Regions from separate parts of the Sus scrofa genome. Here region 2 is linked to region 1. A link is a contact called in public Hi-C data. All regions are on one chromosome and are shown on one strand. Each heading gives the region's core, a stretch centred on a gene start, on an enhancer-like site or on the middle of the called end of the contact. The rest is flanking DNA. Distances are from core to core; before and after follow the strand shown. Region 1 holds the start of HSPA8 (heat shock 70kDa protein 8). Region 2 holds the start of STT3A (STT3A, catalytic subunit of the oligosaccharyltransferase complex).

Evidence for each region. Hi-C and Micro-C count contacts between places; a contact is called where the count stands out from the background.
Region 2: a Hi-C map of liver shows a contact between it and region 1, with 7 times the contacts expected there. The contact joins the promoter of STT3A here to the promoter of HSPA8 in region 1. A contact is called at or near these places in 1 of 5 promoter capture datasets (liver) and 1 of 47 Hi-C or Micro-C datasets (liver).

What each region holds. Positions count from the first base shown.
Region 1 is chr9:49,984,577-49,989,244 of Sscrofa11.1, forward strand. HSPA8 (heat shock 70kDa protein 8) reads right to left here and starts at 2,184. Exons shown (of 9, transcript NM_001243907.1): 1 at 2,115-2,184; 2 at 1,176-1,385; 3 at 682-887; 4 at 311-463; 5 at 1-223. The coding sequence starts at 1,380.
Region 2 is chr9:52,724,364-52,729,031 of Sscrofa11.1, forward strand. STT3A (STT3A, catalytic subunit of the oligosaccharyltransferase complex) reads left to right here and starts at 2,526. Exons shown (of 18, transcript NM_001243852.1): 1 at 2,526-2,575. EI24 (etoposide-induced protein 2.4 homolog) reads left to right here. Exons shown (of 12, transcript XR_002335716.1): 12 at 42-603.

The DNA.
Region 1 (4,668 bases), core at 934-3,433:
GGCGACGGACAGCCCTCTTGTTCTCGCTGATGTCCTTCTTGTGCTTGCGCTTGAACTCTGCAATAAAATGGTTGACCATTCTATTGTCAAAGTCCTCTCCACCCAAGTGGGTATCTCCAGCTGTAGATTTGACCTCGAAGATACCATCCTCAATAGTGAGGATTGACACATCAAAAGTGCCACCACCCAAGTCGAAGATCAGCACGTTTCTTTCAGCTCCAACCTGCAATTAAAATACAAATTTGCTATTCCCTTTATCTGTACTTCTGATGACTCAAATCTTGACTGATAAGCCAAAACTGGTACATACCTTTTTGTCTAAGCCATAAGCAATAGCAGCAGCAGTTGGCTCATTGATGATTCTAAGTACATTGAGACCAGCAATAGTTCCAGCATCTTTGGTAGCCTGACGCTGAGAGTCGTTAAAGTATGCTGGTACTGTGACAACAGCATTGGTAACAGTCTAGAAAAACAAAAGATTAAAACCTGTCACATCAACTGCTTGCTTGCACAGGCACTCAATGATACCTCACATAATTAACATTCGAGTTTACCTACCCATTTTAATAGTTTTTTCTACTGTGCTGAGATCAGCCAAAATCCCACATTATCAGTAAACCTTCAAACTTGCTGTGGCAATCTCCACCCACATCTTCTCCTTGTACTACTGTATACACTTACCTTCCCAAGGTAGGCTTCTGCAATTTCCTTCATCTTTGTCAAAACCATGGATGACACCTCCTCTGGATAGAAACTTTTTGTCTCTCCCTTGTATTCTACTTGGACCTTAGGCCTGCCTGCATCATTCACCACCACGAAGGGCCAATGCTTCATATCAGACTGGACAACAGCATCATCAAATCTTCGTCCAATGAGGCGTTTGGCATCTGTTAAGGCATCAAACACAACCGTTACCTTGAACTGCATTCATCAGCCTCTCCATCAACTTAGCCCACCATTCTAAAACCAAGACCCTCTCAGTATTAAATGGATTCAACTTCTGACGAAGATACTTCAAATTCTTTCCTTAAGAAGAAATGCCACTCACTTAAATTTTCTAACTTTCCCTATTCTCAAGGTTTTTGAGATACCTCAAAACTGACTTTTTAGAATTACCTATATATAATCTGCCTAGATCACTTAAAACTCATGCTGTTAACATTTCAGTGGCTCACCAAAAACCGTGTTGGTGGGATTCATCGCAACTTGGTTCTTCGCAGCATCACCAATCAATCGTTCAGTATCAGTAAAGGCAACATAGCTTGGGGTGGTTCGGTTCCCCTGATCATTAGCAATTATTTCCACTTTTCCGTGCTGGAAGACACCCACACAAGAATAGGTGGTGCCAAGATCAATGCCAACTGCAGGTCCCTTAGACATGGTTGCTGTGGAGAGAAAAAGTCCATGTCGTTAAAAACCAGATTAAGCGCCCAAGATCGTCTATCTTAAAGACCACTCGCCATCAGCTCTCAAGACCACTCTTAAATACACATCGCTCGGAAACTGCCCTGGTCGGAAATAACCACGCGACAGGGTCAGAGCCAGCATGGAATGCTGCAGTTAAGGCTGCCATGCCAACCGCAGAGCCCGCCGCAGACTGAAAACAGCACCTGCCAAGAGGGTCTGCGCCATAGCCGACCACGTGGTCCGGTGCCCTGGACTGAACTTTCGCCCTCCCCCTTTCGCACCCTCTTCTCCACCCTTGCAAAGGATGAGAATCCTCCTCCACCGCCTTGGGCGCGTGCCAATCAGGACTTCCTCTTTTAGGAGAAACCCGTCTACGCCGGAAACGGGGAGCGGCCGGGATTAAGGAGCGAGCTCCACGCCCCGCAAAGGAGTGCAGCCCCTTCCCCCCTCTCTCCTCGCGCCGGGTGCGGCCGCAATCGCGGTCACCTTCCTGGTTAAAGCGGCCCTGCCCACCGAGCCCCGACCCTCTATCCCGATTGCATCACTGCCTGCCACCAGGAACAAAGCTCCCCAGCCGAGCAAAATAATAGCTGCCCGCAGCCCGCCTGAGATAGAAAGCTGCAGGCCGCCACAAACTCAGGGAAGCTGGGGCGGGAAGCACACTGCGGCGGCACAATGCAGGTTTGGAAGATATTCAGAAGCCTTACCTGAAACGTAGGCCTGGTTTAGCTAGAGAAAAAAAGCCGCAACCCGAAGCGCTCCCGACGGTTCAATGAGACCGGTTTCCGCCCGTCGCCCTATCTCTTATACCCGGCCTCAGAACCTTCCAGAAGGGGCCCGCCCCTGCCGGTGCCCATCATTGCTGCCTCAGCCAATGGGCGGGCGGTTACCTCCGCAAGCCCCAATGACGAACCCGGCTTGACTCCTCGCACCTCCCCCTTCCTTCCGCAACACGCCCCGCCTCGGATGACGCACTCACCGCAGCGTTCTGGAACTTTCATTCTCGCCCCCGCTCTCTGAACGGCCCGGGGGAAAGGGAGGGTGGGGCCGACGGAGCCCGCGCGCGGGAGTCCTCAGTCACCCCGTGGGGGGGAGCGGGGGGCGGGGAAGAGCGCGTCCGCCTCTGCGCATGCGCCCCCAGAAAGCGCGGGCGGGAGGGAACGGAAGGAGGGGGAGGAAGAGGGGCGGGCCAACTTGGAGTCAACCAATGACAGCGATCTGGCTCAGTGCGGAACCCGGGGAGGGTAAGCGCTCGGCCTGCAGGGAGGGGTCCGACTCCAGCCGCCGGGAGAGAAGACGGAAGTGGAGCGAGGACAAAATGGCCGCGAAGGTTGTTGCGCCCCTCCCCCACCAGGTCCTCATTCTCTTCCCCGACACCCACTCCGGATATATAGACTGTCCCCCAGGCTCTCCCGGACTCCACATCCGCACATTTCGTGACCGGCGTGACGCTGGTCTAGGGATGACCGTGAGCGACAGGGCCGAAGGTTCCGACCCCGGGGCGCTGCCGGGGTAAATTCGGCCGGGACACCCAGATCTGGGGAAGGAAGGAGCTGCCCGGCTGCCGCCGCCGGTCCCGCCTCTGCCTAGGGTGCGGCAGGGTAGCGTGGCAGGCCCCCGCGGCCGTCCGTTCTCTGTGGCAGCTGGAGGCCGTCTGACCCCGACACAGGTTGGAGAGGCTCGATTTCTTAGCCCACTAGCCTGTGTCGAGACCCTCAGCAAAGTAAATGGCCAAGCACGCTTCTCGAAGGCCTCGGTTACCTCCGGTATCCCGCGGAGAATAGATTCGGCTTCTTTTCTCAGCCCCTCCTCCACCCGACCGAGCCCCGTTCTTCTCTGTTACTTGTTTTAAAGGAAGAAAAGGTGGCGAGTTTTTTCTTTGTAAATGAACCAGACGTTAGGAACTTTGGTTCCGGTAGCTTTGTGTCCTTGATTTAGGCTTCCTGAGCCTTTTATTTTCAGTAACAGGAGGGAATAGCTATCTGCTTTGATTTTCGTCAGAAACTAAAAGAGAGGCCAGGCAGAGATGCCTTGAAAACATCACTGAAGGAGTCTAGTGTACAAAGCAGTGGACCTAGAATTTTCAATTCTGTCTGGTGGCAGGTGTTTGGGGCCTTGTCATTCTAAAGGCTTCTGAGAGCCTTTCTTAGTACCATGAAGGCTTTCCTACGTGCTCTTTCAGGCAGGCAGGGCAAGTAATAAACCCATTTAGTATGTGTGTGGGCACGGATAGGAGAAAAGGTTTTTTTAAGACTATCTAGAACTTTTATCGGCATCACTGGAATTAGAAAGGTCTCCAGACTTCCAGAAAGGCTGTTAGAAAAGTGAGGATGACTTGTCCTTGTCAAAGCCAGTAGAGCCTGGAGTTAGACTCAAATGTTTGATAAAAAGGGTATTTGCCTTTTGGGAGGGAATGTGGGCTTGAGTCTGTTGAGGAACATACCTAATGCCTCCCCATCTCTCAAGAAGTTCGTTTTACATGATGCTTTCACAGTGTACAGAGTGCTTTCATTTGCTACCTCATTTAGTCTTTTAAAACAATTCTCTGAGCTATGTATCATTCATTCCTGTGTTAGGAGATAAATGAGGTTCAGAGATGTCTTTTGTGGGAAGATAAACAGCTGGCTGAGTTACAATGGAATTCAGCTCTTGATTCCAGATTCTTAAGTCTTTTTTTAAGTAGTAATTTTCTTTGTGGAAGCACGTGTAACTCAAAGTGTGGAAAGAGGAAGATGTGTACTGCGGGAGGCTTCTTTCAGTTTTCTTCAGCATCTGCAGTCTTCCTCTCCCCACACGATTTATCAGTACTATCTCTGAACCACTACATTTTGCAGCTTTATAACCTCTGAATTACCTACAACATTTGAACCACTGAACTAGTGGAAAATAGAACTGGGGCCCCAGTCCAGGGGTTTGGTGTACTTTGCCAAACAGCAGAGATTAAAGAAAGCTGAACAGAGAACCTTTGTTTCTGGTTGCTTTCAATATATAAAGTTGAGATTATGATAAATGTCCTATCTCTACCTCTTCACATGCACAGGGTTTCAAACCCATTCAGGAACTAAAAGTTTGAGTGCTTGGGGCTGCAGAGTGGAGGAGTCTGAAGACTGGGTGTCTGATGGGGAATAGTGTCATTAACATTTTGGGATCCTGTTACATGCTGAGCTCTGTTCTGAGTGCTTTGCATATATTACCTCCTTTAATTCTCTGAAGTTTTTTTTCAGATTTATTTGAATTTCAGTGTTTACTTTTCAGATTTAC
Region 2 (4,668 bases), core at 1,276-3,775, 2.7 Mb after region 1:
TATTAAGGACAAAATAAAATCATTGTTTCCTTTCCATTCAGCTTTTCTGAAAAAGTTACTTGAAGAATCTATTGAAGTGAAAAATACAAAAAAATAGATGACTAATTAAAACACCCAACCAAACAACATGAAACAGTGGAATCAGAAGTGCAATGAGAAGAAATCCTGGTAATACAGCTATGCAGCACACTTGGAAAGGTGGGTTCTGGGGAGAACATCTCCAAGAAGAAAACATATTGTTAATCTGGTCTGCTCCAGATGAGACTGAGATGTGTTTCTTTTGATCGATGATATAAAAGAGGTAAGTAGACACTTCAGGGAAGACTAAAAGCTCATTAGGAATGACAGAATGCCTACAAAGCAAGCTGAAAATAGCATTATTTTAAATGACTGATGGAATAATAAAAAGTTTTTCTGAAACAACCAAACCAAAACTTTTGATCCAATAAGTTAGGAGGGAGAAGGATTAAGAGACACACTGAACTCACATATAATCTCTGGATTTATAATTATTTTCCCTATGACTTTGCCATCCTGAGTCTGATTTTACTTATAGATAAGCTTTTCCCTATCAACTGATATTAAAGGATCATCCTAAAAATAGGCTTGGATTTTATTTTTCTTTTAAGTGAACTGCCCCAGGGGGCAGAGATCCAACCCATGCCACAGCTGTAATCAGAGCTACAGCAGCGACAACCGTATCCTTAATCCTCTGAGCCACCAGGGAACTCCATAAGCGGTTTAGATGTTAAACTTTGTTCTTTAACAGTATATTTTGACTTCTGAAAAAGTTGACTTAATTGTACCATCTAGAAACAAACATTTAAGAAACATGCTCAAGGTGTTCCTGTCGTGGCTCAGCAGCAACGAATCTGACTAGTATCCATGAGGATGTAAGTTCGGTCCCTGGCCTTGCTCAGTGGGTTAAGGATCCGGCGTTGCTGTGAGTTGTGGTGTAGGTCGAAGACGCGGCTTGGATCCTGAGTTGCTGTGGCTGTGGCATAGGCCAACAGCTACAGCTCCGATTTGACCCTTAGCCTGGGAACTTACATATGCCACCAGTGAGGCTCTAAAAGACACCCCCAGCCCCCTAGAAAGAAAGAAACATGTTAAACAATTCAAAAAAAAATTAATCCGAAAGTTAATATCTTAATGTTCTTGAAGCCGTTTTTTTTTTTTAATTTAAAAGATCTAATTTTAATTCTTTTAAAAAGAAAAACTCCTTTTGAAGAAGCATTTACTTGAAGTTCTGCAATTCATTCAGTTTGTTTCCTTTTGTTAGTAAAATTACATTTAACACAAATACAAAAGGAAAAAGCAGATCTTCTGAATCATAACGTCCTGGGGTGAACCTGGTCATGTGAATTTTGAAACATACACGTGATTTTGAAGCAGTGATTTAATGTGCTTTCAATAAATTTGGTCGGCCGCATTCAGAGTAACTGTGAAGAGAAATGAGTGACACTGGCGCTAAATTTGAACAGTTGCCGGATGCTCCTATTTCATTTGGTGTAGCTCTTGCTCACAGAGGTGTGTAGGAAGTAGGAGTGCGTGTCTGAGAGGTGATGGAGCTGGCTGCTGGAACTTCGTCCCCTTCCCTGCCCTCAGTAGCTTTTCTTTGTGAGTGGACAGAGGGAGAACTGAGGCGAGTTAGCAGCTTCCACGAGCACGTAACTTACAAAGGGTGAGCTGACAAAGTACCGCAGGTCTGCAGGCTGATTCCAGGAAGCCTGTCGCATGCATGGGAGGACCGCCTCCGCGGGTTGGTGCACTCAGTCTGTGGCTTAGAATCTTCCAACCAAACTTCGACGATCCTTTTGGCCTTGGCGTGCTTACTCCCGAGGTCGGGCTTAAGAGAGGTAAATGCCTCGTAAAATTTGTCAGGGCTCTGGTCCATCACATTTTCCGGGAGCATCTTCAAAAACAGCTCTTGAGAGAACTGTAAGTCAAGAGATCCTGTACAAGATGTAACGGTCTGGCCCGGGAAGCATTTGAGTTTCTTTGAGAGTAGGTGGGAAGTGTTTCCTTCCTCTTCTTTAATCTTATATTAGGTAACAGTTTCTACCTTTAAAAAACAAAACTCTCAGAAAAGGAGGAGCGCGATCTTAGCACGGCTTTTTGGGATTTGTAGTTTTGGCTTATTCCTTGGCGTAGTTTCCGTTTCTGGTCACATGACTTGGGCTAAACCGTCCGCACCTTCCGCCCGCGACTCCTTTGCGGTCCTCGGACTGACACGTCACTGCTCAGCTCTCAACCAAACTGCTTTGAGCGGTTTCTTCTGCGCCCACGCTCGCACAAGCGGACCTATCACTGCTCGGCACTTGTACGAGGTCCCGCCTTCTCGATCCTAAGTGATTTCTGCATAGACCACTTAAGAAGTGGGAGTGCGGTTTTGTCCACGCCTCCGAGTTTGACAGACAGTTCTATGACCCTATCGCTCTCATCAATTGTCATATTGGCCCTGAGCCAGCCAATGGGAAGCGGACCGGGAGGCCAACTTGGTGCTACCAAGGTTGGGTGCGCGGTGAACGGATGGCAGAGCGAGCCGAACGGACTCCTGAGGAGCGCGGGACAGGTGAGAAGGCCCTAGAGTATTACTTAAGAATTAGCGGCAAGTGCAGTCTAAGGTGTTTGTGGGGCAGAACGAAGTGCATGGATGGGGCTCTAATGGCGGGGGGTATGGGCGCGGAGCAGAATCTAGGACCTTGCAGAGGAGGGGGCGTGGGGCGTGGTGTGGGGACATCCTGAAATGGAAGGATGTAAGGGTCTGGGATGGGGCGTGCGCTTAAGCTAAGGAAGGCGTGGGAAAGATCGCACCCGGAGACTAGTCCCTGGAAGGATGGCGCTTAGGATGCTGAGGTGGTGGGGTGTCCCTCGGTGGGTGGTGTCAGAGGTGTTGCGTTTTCTGAAGGTGGGAGACCGGGGGAGGAGGGACCTGAAGTAGAGGAGGGCGGGGGGGGGGAGTGTGAGAAAGTGTGTAGGCAAACGGGGTGGGCAAGTTGCAGTCTTCGGAACTAGAACTAGGGTGGGACGAGGGGGCCAGCGCTTTCAGGCGCAGGTGAGGTGGAGAACATATGCTAAGTGTTTTGAGAAAAGTCTTTGCCCTTAATCGCTTTAGCGGTATGCGAACAAGACCAGAGAGCACAGTATGGAAACTCCCTTAGGGTCCTGGCCTAAATTACCAGCTCCTTTTACTCAGTTTTCAGGTCGAGGTTCTTGTGCTCTCATTTACTCCCTTACTCTTTTAGGCCTATGGCTCAAATCTACTCAGTGGTGGTGAGTTTTGCTATTTCAAGCGTTGGAGAAGACAAGTACTATCCTGAGGGATGTGATTGGATTGTTGACTTCCTGAGTTAGGTATTTAATTTGGTTGCAAGATAAGGTTTTCCTTTGGGGTTATAATTAAAACTATGTTAAAACTGCTCCTCTGAGACAGTTAACTTTGGAAAAGATGCTTGGCTTTTCACTGTTGGAGCATGTTGCTTCTTCATGCCTTTCGCCTAGTCCAGTGTTTTTTTTTTTTCCCTCCTCTTCTCTAGTAATAGTGGGGCAAAAGATCAGAAGGGGTCCAGGTTCCTTTTTGTCCCCGCTGGCGTCTTGTACAGTGTTTCGTATCCTTTAATATTAGATTCTTTGTCACTTAGCCTTTGACCAGCTTGTGGTTTAAGAAGGCAGAGCCCTCTTCGACATAAAGAGCTAACCTCCTAATTATTGCTAATAGTAAACCTTATCCATCAAGAGATCACCATTCTGAATGATCTACAGACTGTTTCCCTCAATATTTAGTTTTAATCTAGCCCCGCCTTTTCCCCCTGCCAGCCTGATCATTTTTTACTTTAGTAGGAAAATGTTGTCTTCTTTTCCCTCTGGATTGTCATCTGGTTCCATGAGCTGTCTCTGGGATCAGTGGCTTAAATCAGCAGTGTCAATTACAGAGATGCTTTGAGACAGCTGATAGAAAGTGGGTATAAGTCTGAGCAGTACTTGTGTGATAAAAGGGATTAGAAGTGCAGTGATCCATCTGTGTCTGTTTCCCTTTCTTTGAGTGCATGTCTGTATATGTATTAGTGATCAGTCATGCTCCTTAGTTGATCCTTTAACACAGAAAGAAGCTTGTAGCCAGTCAGTTGAAGCTGAAAGTTAGGGCTGTAAACTGCTGATTCAGTCATGACTTTTTTTTTTTTTTTTTTTTAGGATTGCACCCAAGGCATATGGAGGCTCCCACGCTAGGGGTTGAATCGGAGCTGTAGCCCCGGCTTATACCACAGCAACGCCAGATCGGAGCTGTGTCTGCGACCTACACCACAGCTCATGGCAGGCAACGCCAGATCCTTAACCCACTGAGCAAGGCCAAGGAACAAACCTTCGTTCTCATGGTTACTAGTCAGATTCATTTCCACTGAGCCATGATGGGAACTCCATAGTCATGACTTCTGTTTCTCTGTTTTCAACTTTCACTTCTATACTCATTTCCTGCTTTTTTTCATACCTTCCTTCCTTTTCTTGAATGCTTTCTTTCTCCATTCATTATTCTTTTCTCTTTCCAGGCTTTCCTATTTTCTTTGCCTGTCTTCCTCCAACCCCCTTTTTTCTTTTTTTTTGTCTTTTTGCTATTTCTTTGGGGCCGCTCCCACGGCATATGGAGGTTCCCAGGCTAGGGGTCGAATC